Linked DNA regions of Gossypium hirsutum: region 1 is linked to region 2. Evidence: chromatin contacts called from public Hi-C data. All regions are on one chromosome and are shown on one strand. Each heading gives the region's core, a stretch centred on a gene start, on an enhancer-like site or on the middle of the called end of the contact. The rest is flanking DNA. Distances are from core to core; before and after follow the strand shown. Region 1 has its middle 4.4 kb from the start of LOC121222477. Region 2 holds the start of LOC107915134 (reactive oxygen species modulator 1).

Region 1 (3,458 bases), core at 343-2,842, 79 kb after region 2:
TCCTCGATTTTTGTTTCCAGGGTAATTCTTCTTCATCAAGAATATTTTCATATTCTAAACGTAACTTTGATTCAATATTTATAAGGTACCCGGAACATCTACAATCTAAAACAACTTGAACTTTACCAATACGATGGGCAATCGACCGTTTTCTTCTGATAATGTGCCTGAAAACATCAAAATTCCACTTTTTAAGGTTTGTGGTAAGAGAAGTGAGATTAACTATAATATCAGTATCATGTCTCCAAATATCACAGACGAAATTGTTAAAATTCGAATGAGAAATCCAAGATGCAAGAAATCGGAAAGGTCTCGATTGAACAACTTGACTGAGACTAGAAAAAGATAAGGAAATTGGTCTGTAATCAGATTTGAAATGAGGAAGATGGAAGAAAAAATCATTTGAATAAAGTTGACTCCATTCACTATTACTAATTGCTCGGTCTAATCTTTCAAAGATAACCCCTCTTTTCCACATGAACTCTAGACCTTTAAAGGCAAGATCCATCAAACTATTACTAAGGATAAATACCTGAGATAACTTGCACCCAGAAAAAATAGGACGACCACCCTCTTTTCATCTGGAGACAACACTGAATTGAAGTCCCCCAACAAAACCCATGGCTTGGAAATGGATTGAGCAATATGATCCAATTGGTACCTAAAACACTTTTGGATCCCCCTTGTTTTCTCGTACAACAAAGAATAAACCGTGGATCATTAAGAATAGTTTGGATCTGAACAGTATTTCTCCAACAAATCCATAAACCCCCAACATAGCCTCTAGTTTCAATTTTGTGAGAACAATCCAAACCAATTTTAGAAATGATTCTATCAACCTTCGAACCGCTGACTCAAGTTTCAAGAAATGTCGCAACATCAACATTAAATTCAGCAAAGTAATCTCTAACCACGTTAACAAACTTAGGCGATGTATACCCTTGACAATTTCATACAAAAATACTTGGTAACATCTGACAAACCATAAAGTGAAAGACAAACATCAACAAATCCACCTTAAACATCTAAGGTAGTCATCTCATTAGAACCAGGAGGTACCCCTTGAAAGTTATTTTCCTTTGCAATCAAGCCTTTTGAACTGGTCCTATCAACGAATTTCGTCATAACTTCAGCAACAGAATCACGACCGACTACCTTCACCTTGAATTTGCTGTCTTTATCCTATATATTGTGAGACCCGTTCTTAAAAATTTTAAGGTTTCCAATTTTTGAAAAAGAAAAGGAAGCAGACGAATTCATACCAGTAGAATGAGAATTGGGATCATGATTTTCTACAAATTTAATCACTAAATGAAATTCTGGATTTAAGGTAGGCACATTAGATTTTTCTACTGAATTGCGTGAAGTGCCTTGGGTTAACAAATTTAATTCCCTATTGGAATTATCATGTGAAATGCGAACAGGGGTTTCTTTATAATTAACGTCGCCTTCGATACACAAATAAGAAGTTGGGTTCAATTCGATAGAAATGAGAGAGATAGCCTATAGGGAATATTTAGAACCACCAGGCCTGGAACCCATCCTAAAATGCCCATAACTCTCATGTTTTTGAGATCCAGTAGAAACTTTGGCATTTTGCTTGGAAGCCCCATTAACCGTTTTGGAGGAACCAACAACGTTTGGGTCTACCAGGCCTAACGCCTTATCCATTTTTCTTGATCCAGCCCTTGACCCATAGCAATTTCTTCTACAAGCGATCGTGGAACCCCAAAATCCTGAATCTGTTCATCACTATCCCTGGGAGTTGGCCCTTCTTCACCTAAGGGGTTCTTATAAATGGCAACCCCTTTACCTTTCAACTTTGCTGAATCAGTGGGATTAGATTCCCCATTAATTGCTTGGTTCCCATCCATCAAATCATGGAGAATGTTAAAAGTGAGATCTCACTGATCCTGTTACTTTCCTTTCTTCCAGTCCAAGTGTTGATTTTCGGTCAAGTCTATTATTCTCTTGATTAACCATCATCCATGGCCTAAACATATCCGAGTCGTTCTTGTTCTCATACAAAATCGGATTTTCTTGGTTCATTTCCCCCAACACTGGAACACGGTTGGAAACGGAGGAGCAAGAATCTTTGAAGTGACCAAAATGTCCACAAGAAAAACAAATATTGGAATGATTCAACATGTTGAATGAAAACCAATGGCTTGTTAAGGTCAAGCAAAATTGTCATACGAACAAAACGACCCTTTTGCGTACTACCAGTGTTAACATTCAATTTTATCGCATGCCCAATCGTCTCCTCGATGCTCTTTAAAACACTCTGTCGATACATAAAACCAAGAATTCCCGGAAGTCAAATCCAAACAATCACTTTGGAGGGAATGGTTGGGAAGTGGAGAAGGATTCTGTCCATGGCTGAGCCGTTAAATACTGTCCAAAAACAATCCAAGGTCCTGCAATGAGGGTCCAAGTATAATCCAATTCCTCTTGGAACTTCACCATGAAATAATCATTTTCCAAGTCCATAATTTTAAGGGGATAGTTGGTTTCCGAAGGTGATAGATTTTGTTCGAGAGTGTTTGGAAACCTATTTTCCTTTCCAAAAGTTTAACCACAACCGTATGAAACGTACCTTGATATAAGATTTGATGAACCTTATCAAAGAAACGAATTGAGGGTAAACCATCCTCTGTTCCCGTGGTAACATCTCCATCAAGAAGTTGTAAGTCATCATTATCTTGTTCGATCATATTCTTTTCTGTATCACTCGAAGCACCAAGCAACATGTCTTTGAAAGAAACTCCTAAGTTAGCAGGCTTTTTAATACCAATAGAAATCCCAATTTCGTCCACCGCCATAAGGAGATCTTCCTCCCCCACATCATTGCTACGCATACGAATTTTTTTGGTGGCCCTATCCTCTAAAGAGTTCAACGAAGAAGAAGAAGCCATTGTAAATGTTAGGGATCGTCCCGATTAAGCAACGAACAAGTAAAAATAGTAGAAGAAATTGAGAAGATAAACACACAAATTTAACGTGGAAAAACTCCTCCAAAGAGGATAAAAAACCACGGGCAAAGATAATTTTATTATAATGGCAAAAGAATGAAGAGTACAAAAGATGGAGATAAAACTAAACCCCGAAAACTCGAAAAACAAAGAACCCGAAAAAACGTAAATACAAAATTCTCTGAATGTGTTATGAGTTCTAATCTAATGGGTGCATTTCTTAAGGTTGTAAAAGAGCCTATTTATAGGCTAAATTCATATGTCAAATAATAATAAAATAATCTAAACTAATCAGTGTTTGACTGAAATAAATAAACAGAGTTTAACTAAAAGATTATTTTTCTAATTTGACTAAAATAGGAGTCATACTTAACAAATCTCCACCTTGACTCATATTTCTACAACGCCATCTTTGCCAAAGCCCGCCACGAGCCTATCTTGAACTATGCAGGGAATTAACTGAGTCGAATATGTGCTTAGAAACTG
Region 2 (3,844 bases), core at 1,062-3,561:
CATTGATTGAAGTCAAATGTATTCCCAAGTATGCATTCTCCCACAGAAAGGCAATAGAGGAAGCTCAAAGAACAAAACCGAGGCTTGCAATCGTTAAACACCATTTCTTTTTAAATCTAAAGCTAAGCACCATTCTGAGAAATACATTCTCAAGGTCTTCAAGACAAACAATGAATTGGTTTAGTAGGACTTCCCACAATGGATTAGGCTCCCTGCACCCAAGAAAAGTCCGAATATTGCTGCACTGCCCAATGTGGTTTGCCCAATATATCGAATCTTCAGCAGTCCTGGAACCTGCACAACTCGAAAATATGAATATTGACATACACAGCCATTTTATACCATTGCGTGGCCGGATATCTTTAACTACTACCTCCGTCACCACAGAAGTAGGAAAAACAGCAAAACACGACATAATCATTGCATGGGCTATAGAAATATGAATCATATATATCCATGATAGTTTTATCACCTCTCTTGACATAAAAGGAAAATATTGGACATTACCTTGTACCTAATTGCCTCATAAGTCCCATAAACAGCACCTGCACAAGCAAAGTCACATAAATGTGCCTATTTCATGACCATAAACAAATTTACGTGATGTAACACGGTGCAATAAATAATTAAAAGAACCGTCAGAAATATTGGATCTTGGAAAGAAATATTTGCAATAAGGTAGAATAGTTGCATTTAAAAGGTGGTACTAATAGCAGACCCTGTCCTTGAAACCACCTCCGTCGAGCAGCCTAATTTTATGCTAATCATCTTCATTCTTCTAACCTCTAAGGACATTCAAGCACATCTATGTTACTCATATTCAGGTGAGTGTCAAATTCGAGTACATATCCGACACAGGTAGGCCGACTCTTTCAAGTTTCTTTATTACATTTGGACAATCCTAGGAGGATCAAATCTCCATAGATCAAACATGGGTGTCGAGCACATTATCCTAGAATTCCAACTCTTTCTTTAAATACCAAGTATTCTACGAAGTAGTGGTGTTGCATGTTCCTCGATAGTTGAAAACTATGAGCAGATGCATTGAACTCCAACACTATGTCCCTAATGCTTAGAACTTTAACTTCCAACTAAAGGTCTGGGTTTGAAAGCCTTGGGACGGACGGTTTGAGATTTACCGAATGCAAGAGGACAAGCTCCCTGTCATTAGCTGTAAAGGGATTTGCATTGTGCTTTGACATATGCCAAAAAAGTAACAATGGCACAGTTCTAGATCCCAAAACTACAAATAACAATACTTTTGTCTCTGAATCATTTCTTTTCAATTTAAGCACACTATATTTTCTCAAGTGAACCAATTGAAACATACTATCAACAAGATAATTGCTTGATCATTTAAACACATATTCCACAAAATCGCTTTTCAATGTCACAATAAGCATAGACACTTAAGCATGAAAGAAATTAAAGAATCAACAGTAAGAAGAAGAGAGAGAGAGAGAAACGTCAAAACAAGTATTTAGCTAACCAAAAATCATTAGGTCAGCCTTTCTTTTTCCTCTTTGGCCATCCATAAAAAGAGTTAATAAAAGAACCAATTTTCCACATTTGTACAAAATTAGGACCATAAATATTATCCTTTATTTGTTTTTTTTTCTCCCTCTTTTTACTAGGAAATAAGAAAATAGCATGCATAATGGTGCAATAGTGTAATAGTGTAATACTGAAAAGAAAAAAACCACCATCCATTCTTAAACAAAAAGTGGGGGCTTTTGTTTCACATTGATTTTTTTTTATAAAATAAATAAAAAAAATTCTTCGAGTTTGGGGTTTTCCTTTTACTCGTAATTTTCTTTGCAAACAATCAGCTAAATCAGTAAAGAAAAAAAATAGAAAAAAGTACTATTAAAATACTTTATATATGTTAAAAAAGCCTTAGGTTCAGAAATCTAAACATTTTACTTCTAAAATTCTAAGCCCATAATTATAGCTATTGCTATTGTAATTGAAGTAAAATTATTGGTTTCAATGTTTTCAGTAGCTAACTAAAACAGAGGAATGAGGTTTAGGGTTTTACCGAGCAGTGGAAGAATAGGAAACTTACCAACGGCGCCGCCAACAGCGCCTCCGACGGCGACCCCAGCGGTGACGCGAGCCAAGCAGCTGTCCCTTGCCATGTCGGCTCAGTATAACGTCTTCCCTTGTTTTCCGTTTGTTTTGTTTGTTTAGGTTTTCTGCGAGTTCGGTTAGGCTTAGATGCTTAGATTGTCGGATGCTTCTACTTTTTTTTATGTTTTTGTACCATAAAACTTATTAAAATATTTAATTTAAAATATTACTCAGCTTCAAAATAGTCAGAATTAGATTTGATAATTTTTACAATGCTTAAATATTCATTTAGCCCCTCAAATTTTCACTTTCCCTCAAATTGGTATGTATGATTTTTCTATCCAAATTAAAAAAAATGTCAAGTTTAGGTACTAAATTAAGAAAAAAAATATCAAGTACCAAATTGGATAAAAAAATCTTAGTAAATTAAAAAAAAGTGTTAAGTTTAGATACTAAATGTTATCTTAATCCTATTATAAATTAGAAAACATGTTAAAATATTTAAAATAAATATACTATTTATACTAAATACACTAAATTATTATATTATTTTTATATTTATTAAGAACTTTTCTTAATTTCACAATCTTTTAGTTATATTTTTTTGAATTTAAAAACTAAAAATGATATATGACACTTTTTTTAATCTCGTCCAATAATCCATAAATATACCGCTTTTTTATATTATATTTAAAATTATTAAATTTAATTATATTACCAGTGTTTTCAAATATTTTTCAAAGTTTAACTTATTAATCTATATCTAATATATAATTTGATATATATACATTTAAAAATAATTATAATTCATTTACACTTATTAGTTGAAAAATTTTGTATTAATTTTAAAATAGAAGTTGTGCTAATTTTATTTATATAAAATATTATAAATATCTTAATTATCACTTAATTGATATTAGCATTAATTACATAAAATATAACTATATCATAAGTTGAATATGTTAAAAATGTTTTAATTATGATTTGAAAATTTCCTATTGTAATATTTGAATTAATAAGTTAATATATTTGAATTATATTCAATAATTCAAATAAGAAATATTACTTAACTTTAATTACTACAATTAAAAGTTCAATATTTAAAAAATTATCTAATATTAAATGCGTAAAATCACATACAATATATTAAATTAAAATATATTTGTATATAATAATTTTAAATAAAAATTTTACTAGACAAAAATGAAAAATCCATATAATAGCACTGATGAGATCATATTGAAAAGAGATAAGAAAAAAGTAAAGATGTAATCCAATATAGCCAGCCAAGAAAGTTGGGTTTCAATTAGATAGAGTCAAAACTTAGGGTTGAAGAATCCCATGTGTTAACTTGATAGTTAGAGTTTCAGCAGCGTCTCAAGTGTAGTCTGAATTCGAGTTAGGTTAGTCACATTGCTATAGGGCTTTACCCTTTTCTTATAAGGTTGAAAGTTTATTTTGTTTAATTTATAAAAATCAAATTATTTTTTGAAGACAAATCATAAATGATACATGTTTGACAAACCATAACTAGAATAACAAACTATATAAATCACAACGAACTAAAGATTGAAATATATCCGAACATGATCCACATGATAAGACTTAAAACCAGAATAATAATCTAATAATTGTTGATGGTGAAACTCAAGCTTAAACTATCAAATCCCAAAACCTTGACCTTTCTAATACAACCAACGCATCATTGGCAAAATCAAATTGCTTAAACTAACTGTTTAGTAAAAAAAAAGAACAAGCACATGCAAGATGCATT

The links. A called contact is a pair of places that touch in the nucleus more often than the background predicts.
Region 1: a contact with region 2 is called in a Hi-C map of leaf, with 2.7 times the contacts expected there. The contact joins the enhancer-like site here to the promoter of LOC107915134 in region 2. A contact is called at or near these places in 2 of 34 Hi-C or Micro-C datasets (callus and leaf).

What each region holds. Positions count from the first base shown.
Region 1 is chrD10:55,914,014-55,917,471 of Gossypium_hirsutum_v2.1, forward strand. No RefSeq gene overlaps it. Among protein-coding and RNA genes, the nearest start is that of LOC121222477, 4.4 kb to the left of the region's middle. Within about 2 kb of position 1,593, at least 9 of the 9 cell types and tissues checked have an H3K27ac peak or open chromatin away from gene starts, as enhancers often do. A contact at or near this core is called in leaf, where this site is marked.
Region 2 is chrD10:55,834,458-55,838,301 of Gossypium_hirsutum_v2.1, forward strand. LOC107915134 (reactive oxygen species modulator 1) reads right to left here and starts at 2,312. Exons shown (of 3, transcript XM_016844282.2): 1 at 2,066-2,312; 2 at 508-545; 3 at 1-294. The coding sequence starts at 2,138. The coding sequence ends at 181. LOC107915135 (PH, RCC1 and FYVE domains-containing protein 1) reads right to left here. Exons shown (of 9, transcript XM_016844283.2): 9 at 3,776-3,844.